Regions from separate parts of the Danio rerio genome. Here region 2 is linked to region 1. Evidence: chromatin contacts called from public Hi-C data. All regions are on one chromosome and are shown on one strand. Each heading gives the region's core, a stretch centred on a gene start, on an enhancer-like site or on the middle of the called end of the contact. The rest is flanking DNA. Distances are from core to core; before and after follow the strand shown.

Region 1 (3,841 bases), core at 109-2,608:
TAAAGTGCACTTATTATTTTTAGAGTTTTCAGTGTGAACACACTACTTACACTATTTATACTACAAAATGGCGTAGAATAGTGCATAAGTATGCGATTTGGGACGCAGCTTATGAATTCAGACATACTACTCGGCTCGCATACTGATTTTAGCGTACTATATAGTATGAAAGTATGCCGTTTCGGACGCAGCGCTCGATCGATTCAGTCGAAAGTAGTGATAGGAAGTTTGGAATCTTTTTACTGACTCGGATCTTTGAGTCTCGTTCATCGAGATGAACGAATCTTTTGGAGTCATTTCGTTCATTTGGTTGAACTTGCGAAAATATTATCAAAATGTTACGAATTGCTTCCAAACACATCTACAACTAGCCCAAAAGGTTGATCACATGACAAATAAGTCATAAATAGAATACTATAAGAAGGAGAAAATAATAATTCAATGTTGACCTGCTCTTTTGTCTATGAAGGTATTGTTGTCTCTTTGCTCAGCTCATCTCTTGCGTCTTCAAATGTCAGTGGTTCCTTCACGTTACACTGACAGTCACATATAACTTTAACTAATGTACACAGTCTGAGTCGATGGGAGCCATGATAATTAGTTCACCTTTCAAATCATCTAGTTCTTGAGTCGTTCATTCATCAGGTGACAGAATGACTCAAACCCGAGCACTCGAGAGATGAACAAATTCTTTTTCCGGCTCTAAACGCATATGATTGGCTTTTGTCTGATCGAAAACAAATATGGCTTAAGGGGCCTAATAATATTGACCTTAAAATAGTTTAAAAAATAATGACTGCTTTAATTCTAGCCGAAATAAAACAAACTTTTACACTTGCGATGATATTCACAAGCAACTTCTTAATAACCAAAATAAAGTTCAGTGCATACAGTGAATTATACGGCTAAAATTATCAGCATAAACCATATGTAAAACCACAAAGCCAGAATGTTGTCCATTCTTCTGCTGTTGAAATAGATGGAGCAGCTGAGTGCAAATCTCTGTATTAACATCTATGTTTGTCCCTCTAATAATACATCTGAAATGTGCATTGGTCAAATGACAAATACATACTGTATAGTAGCTTTATACCACGATGTAAGTTTCTTTACTGAAACTTATTTGTCTAATGTGCACGGTGTGTCCTCGTGTTTATCTCCATGAGTTGCTTTATTCAATGACAGCCCCAGTAAAACAGTTTCTATATATAGCCGGTTATGTCTCTTTAATGAGTCACCTGCTCAATAGCAGACAGACTCCCGGGACTCTGGTAATGATCTGGCGGTGTGACTGTAGCCTGTTTGTGTGTAACGCGACAGGCATGTGAAATGACAGCTGCATGCGGGAGGGAAGATTCCAGAAGGGCTGTCCTGACCAGCGCATGCTTTTATTCAGGCGATCATTCCTGGATGATCTCCGGTGACCCTGCTGTGCTGTTCCTGGTCGTTCGTGATCTCAGGCGTCGCATTAGATCAGTCCCACCCTGGAGAGTGAGCACTAAAGAGGTGTCACTGCATGATTGCGCTCTCAGGCCTGAACATAGTATAAATGACCCACTGAGTGCTACAACACTGCTTCAAATGATTTTTTTCTGGGTATAAAATGTGCACTTTGTAAGAGTTTTTTGAAAAATTATCATTAAAAGACTATTATATGTAAAAAGACTAGATTATTATTTTTTTGTAGCATAAAATAATAAAAAACTTTGTTTTACTTAAGACTAGATTATTCTTTTTTGCATAAAATGATCATAAAAAGACTATTAAATGTAAAATAACTAGATTATACTTTTTCTTTTGCATAAAATGATCATAAAAGATTTTATTATACCTAAAAAGACGAGATTATTAATTTTTTCACATAAAATTACAATAGAAAAGGCTTTATTATGCTTAAAAAGACTAGATTATAATTTAGTTGTTGCATAAAATTATCATAAAAGACTTTATTATGCTTTAAAAGACTAGATTATTAATTTTTGTTGCATAAAATGATCATAAGACTTTATTATACCTAAAAAGACTAGATTATTAATTTTCACATAAAATTATAATAGAAAATACTTTATTAAATGTAAAATAACTAGATTACTTTTTGTTGCATAAAATGATCATAAAAGACTTTATTATACTTAAAAAGATGAGATTATACTTTTCGTTGCATAAAATGATCATGAAAGATTTAATTATTTTTAAAAAGACTAGATTATATTTTTTGTTGCTTAAAATTATCATAAAAGTATTTTATTATACTTCAAAAGACTAGATTATATATTTTTGTTGCATACAAAGATATTTTATTATAATTAAAAAGATGAGATTATAATTTTTTTGTTGCATAAAATGATCATAAAAGATTTTATTATACTTAAAAAGACTGGATTATAAATTTTTTCCACATAAAATTATAATAGAAAAGGCTTTATTATGCTTAAAAAGACTAGATTATACTTTTTTGTTGCATAAAATGATCATAAAAGATTTTATTATACTTAAAAAGACAAGAATATATTTTTTTTCACATAAAATTACAATAGAAAAGGCTTTATTATGCTTAAAAAGACTAGATTATTAATTTTTTCACATAGAATTATAATAGAAAATATTTTATTATATGTAAAATAACTAGATTACACTTATTTGGTTGCATAAAATGATAATAAAAGATGTTATTTTACCTAAAAAGATGAGATTATTCATTTTGCCACATGAAATTAAAATAGAAAAGGCTTTATTATGCTTAAAAAGATTAGATAATAATTTTTTGTTGCATAAAATGTATCATAAAAATACTTCATTACATGTAAAAAGATTAGATGATACTTTTTGTTGCATAAAATTATCATGAAAGATTTTATTATTTTTAAAAAGACTAGATTATAATTTTTTGTTGCTTAAAATTATCATAAAAATATTTTATTATACTTAAAAAGACTAGATTATTCATTTTTTCCACATAAAATTACAATAGAAAAGGCTTTATTATACTTAAAATGACTAGATAAATTTTTTGTTGCATAAAATTATCGTAAAAAGATTTTATTATTTGTAAAAAAAGACTAGATTATTCATTTTTTTCTGCATAAAATGATCATGAAAGACTTTATTATACTTAAAAAGACTAGATTATATTTTTTGTTGCACACAATTATCATAAAAATATTTTATTATAATTAAAAAGACAAGATTATAATTTTTTTGTTGCATAAAATGATCATAAAATAATTTTTATTATACTTAAAAAGACGAGATTGTACATTTTTTCCACATAAAATTATAACAGAAAAGGCTTTATTATACTTAAAAAGACTAGATTATACTTTTTTGTTGCTGCGCCGTAGCATATGCATGCGCTTAATGCAGAAGTATAAATCAGCCTTGACATTAGTGCTGTGACTGGGATGGGAGTGACGTTGAGGGTTTATGGTAACGAAGGCAAGCTAATAGAGGCTGTGCAAGTCACTCCCTTGGTATACAGTCCCATGCCTGAGATGCTAGTTTGAATCTTGCTTGGAACGAGTAGAACCGAAGCTGTTAAATACAACACTACTCTTGCTTTTACAATGTTGTGTTTTTGACCACCATTTAGACCAAAAACGTATTTCAAATGTTTTTCTCTATCCCCATTCAGGTCTTCTCGATGAAGAACGTTTAGCTAGTGCTCATCAGGCCGAGGCCTTCACCAGACAAATCCAGCGTTTGCAAGGTAACAGAGACTCTTGGATGCTTAAATGGTTAGGTTCACACAAAAATGAAAATACTGTTCGTAATTACCAACATCTCTTAAGACATTCATTCATCCTCACAAACTGAACTATTTTAAATTAAATCTGAGAGCATT
Region 2 (3,498 bases), core at 221-2,720, 46 kb after region 1:
AGGCCCAATATCATATTTAAAGGGGAAGTTCATCCAAAATGAACATTTACTCTATTTACTCTTCCTCAAGTAGTTTCAAACCTCTATAAGTTTCTTGTTTCGGTTAAGCACAAAAGAAGATATTTTGAATAAAGTTGGAAACCAGTAACCACTGAGACCCCATAACAAACTAAAAGAGTCAATGGTTACAGGTTCTCAGCTTTCCACTATATAACTTAAATTATTATCAATAAAAAAATAATAAAAATAAAAATAAACTTGAACGATTTTAAAACCAAGGTAAGCAAAACTTCAAAAAAATCCCTTTTGGGAGAACTACCCTTTTAAGAACACCACGTTTTAAATCAAATGTGAAAACTGTAGTGAAATGTGAAGTGCACAACACTGCTAACAATGTGTTAAGATCATACACTGATATGCAAAAATAAACAAGTCCAACTATACCTGATGGACATGCAAGAACAATCTTAGATTACTGCATAACAGTGGAGGTGCTACCTGTCAGAACAGAACCAGTAACTCTATTGCACTTCTCTGCTTCATTACACTCAGGTTGGAAAAGTGAAGGTAAAACGATCATCCTGGCCACATTCTGTATTTGGAGCCAGTCTGCAGATTAATGATCATGAATGAGATTAAAAAATAAATAAATAAATAAAAACATATTGCCTCAACAGGCTTCTTATCACAGAGCAATGTGTAAAAGAAGAACACAAACGTATAAAATTAGATTTCTTATTTTTATGTTACTCATGTTTACAGTTGCTTTACATCAAGACAAAATAGACTACGCTATTCGCCAGCATACAAAAGATCAGTCATTTAAAACATGTATGTATGTGTGTGTGTGTGTATATATATATATACACACACACACACATATATATACACACATACACACACTTCATATTATATAAATCACGGTAATTAATAAATCAGTTTCAAAATAAACGCTTCTGTAAAGGTTAAAGCAAAATATGCAATGCTCAAATAACGGAAACTCTTTTTAAAATAACATTAGTGGCTCTTAAAAGAGCCTTTGGGTTAGCTGAAGATGACTCAGCGCTTTACTTGGAGCTGGTGTACTTGGTGACGGCCTTTGTGCCCTCAGACACGGCGTGTTTGGCCAACTCTCCGGGCAGCAGCAGACGCACGGCGGTCTGGATCTCTCTGGAAGTAATGGTGGAGCGCTTGTTGTAGTGAGCGAGACGAGACGCCTCACCGGCGATGCGCTCGAAGATGTCGTTGACGAACGAGTTCATGATGCCCATCGCCTTTGAAGAGATTCCGGTGTCGGGATGAACTTGCTTCAAAACCTTGTACACGTAGATAGCGTAGCTCTCCTTCCTGGTCCTCTTACGCTTCTTTCCTCCTTTACCGGCGGTCTTAGTGACGGCTTTCTTGGAGCCCTTCTTGGGCGCTGCTTTCGCTGGTTCAGGCATATTAGATTCGAGTGTAACTGAGCAACTCTGCTTAAATGAGATGTACACTGGCTATTTATACGGCTCTTATGCAAATTCTCTAAGGTAAGAACTGCCCTCTCTGGTTTGTGTATGAGCGCAATGAATGTAGGCCACTAATTTCATTGGTCAGAAAGCAGACAGACTTACTGACAAGTCAGCCAATAGTAAGTCTTGACACCGTAGTCCCGCCTATTGCCCAATCCATGAGAGACTTCCGCACAGCAATCGGATTGTTTGTTTTATCTTCCCACTCAGGACCAAACATGGCTCACTTTTTGGTGTCATTAATTTGCGTCTTATAGGGAAAAGTTTAAATTCTATGCTCTTAACTTAAGCCTTATAAACAATTTGAGACTTTGTTACGAACAAAAATGCAGCTTTTTAATAACGCCCGCTATCAAAAAATGTTTATCAATGCAAATTCTGTACAGGTTAATGATAATGGAACATATAAATTCATAATACTCTCAAATTACTCTCTTATGAAAACGTGGGTGGCTCTTAAAAGAGCCGTTGTTTTCTATGATAATAAACACGTTTAACCTCCGAAACCGTACAGAGTACGTCCCTGTCTCTTCAGCGCGTACACAACATCCATGGCGGTCACGGTCTTTCTCTTGGCGTGCTCGGTGTACGTAACAGCATCACGGATAACATTCTCCAGAAAGACCTTAAGAACACCACGAGTCTCCTCATAGATCAGACCAGAGATACGTTTGACTCCACCACGGCGAGCGAGACGACGGATAGCGGGTTTGGTGATTCCCTGGATGTTATCACGCAGAACTTTACGGTGACGCTTAGCACCTCCTTTTCCAAGTCCTTTACCGCCTTTGCCTCTTCCAGACATGTTTAGTAACAATCAACTTTCAAATTTGAATGAACCGTCTAGTGCAGCATCCTAGAAGCTTTATAGTCGCTCAGACGACCTAGTTGAAACAGTAAAGGCGGAGTTACAACTTTACGTCACACCTAGGCGCGTCAATCCAACGAACTCTGGCCCCCGTCCTTCGAAATAGCTTCTTTTAATTATATATTTAGATAAATTGCTTGTGCCATTATTCTGAGTCAATATGGAAAATTATTTTCTTTGTTTTTTTTCTGAACCTGATCTCCCCTTTTTTAGTATGTAATTATAATTTTTCAAAATTTGTCATTAAACTATCAAATGTACAAATGCATGTATTTAATTTACACAATTTTAGCCTCCACAGATACTTTATTTAATAGCAATAAATCAATAATATATTTATATATATTCTGAATTAGCCACCTAAATATTGCATCCTGCATAATATGTAGTAAAAGAAATTTAATTTTAAAGGAATTAACTTTAAAATAACTTTTAAAGAGATATATCTGAGTTTAATTAGTCATTTGGGCTGATCATACATAATATAATTATGAAAAAATTAAGTGTTTAAAAAATATGAAATTTTAAGTCTAACATAAAACTGAACTGTAAATTTAATTCTGTACAGTTGAGGTCAAACAAATCCAAAAACAAGATTAAAATCTTGTAATTATTTAAATTTGAGTCAATGTTTACCTTTATTTAAAAAAGTCTATTTAAGCATTGAAATAACAATAAATACATATTAAAGAAGAATAAAATTAACCGTTTATTAAAAGAGGAAGCTTAAATCAATGACACGTTTCATACAATAAATTGTCATTCAAAAATATATTAATTGCTAAGCATGCACATTTGTGTGATGAATATAAAATTATTTTGCAAACAGTTGTATAGTTGAGGTAACCTAAATCATTCATAAAATCACCCACACATACAAAACCTTTTTAAAATTACTCCAGTTTATGAATTGGGATTGAAGAGAAGATTGACCACCTTTAATTTTGAAAAGATACATAAAAAGCTTTGTTACTCGATTTATTGAAATTAAAGGAGATAAGCGCATCATCTTTTCCTATTAATCTTTTTTAACTATTAGTATCATAAATCGTTTAGTCTCTACATTGCAAACTTAACTCATAATAGTTTTAATTGTTATAACTCCAGTTGATCTAAATGTTT

What was found. Hi-C and Micro-C count contacts between places; a contact is called where the count stands out from the background.
Region 2: a Hi-C map of an unstated tissue shows a contact between it and region 1, with 5 times the contacts expected there. The contact joins the promoter of zgc:114046 here to the enhancer-like site in region 1. A contact is called at or near these places in 2 of 18 Hi-C or Micro-C datasets (caudal fin and an unstated tissue).

Annotation. Positions count from the first base shown.
Region 1 is chr25:37,573,098-37,576,938 of GRCz12tu, forward strand. It overlaps ccdc136a (coiled-coil domain containing 136a), which reads left to right. Exons shown (of 10, transcript XM_068217565.2): 4 at 3,632-3,706. Among named protein-coding and RNA genes, the nearest start is that of ccdc136a, 15 kb to the left of the region's middle. Within about 2 kb of position 1,359, at least 12 of the 62 cell types and tissues checked have an H3K27ac peak or open chromatin away from gene starts, as enhancers often do.
Region 2 is chr25:37,619,303-37,622,800 of GRCz12tu, forward strand. zgc:114046 reads right to left here and starts at 1,471. Exons shown (of 1, transcript NM_001013463.2): 1 at 727-1,471. The coding sequence starts at 1,442. The coding sequence ends at 1,068. LOC141381029 (histone H4) reads right to left here and starts at 2,349. Exons shown (of 1, transcript XM_073943383.1): 1 at 2,002-2,349. The coding sequence starts at 2,313. The coding sequence ends at 2,002.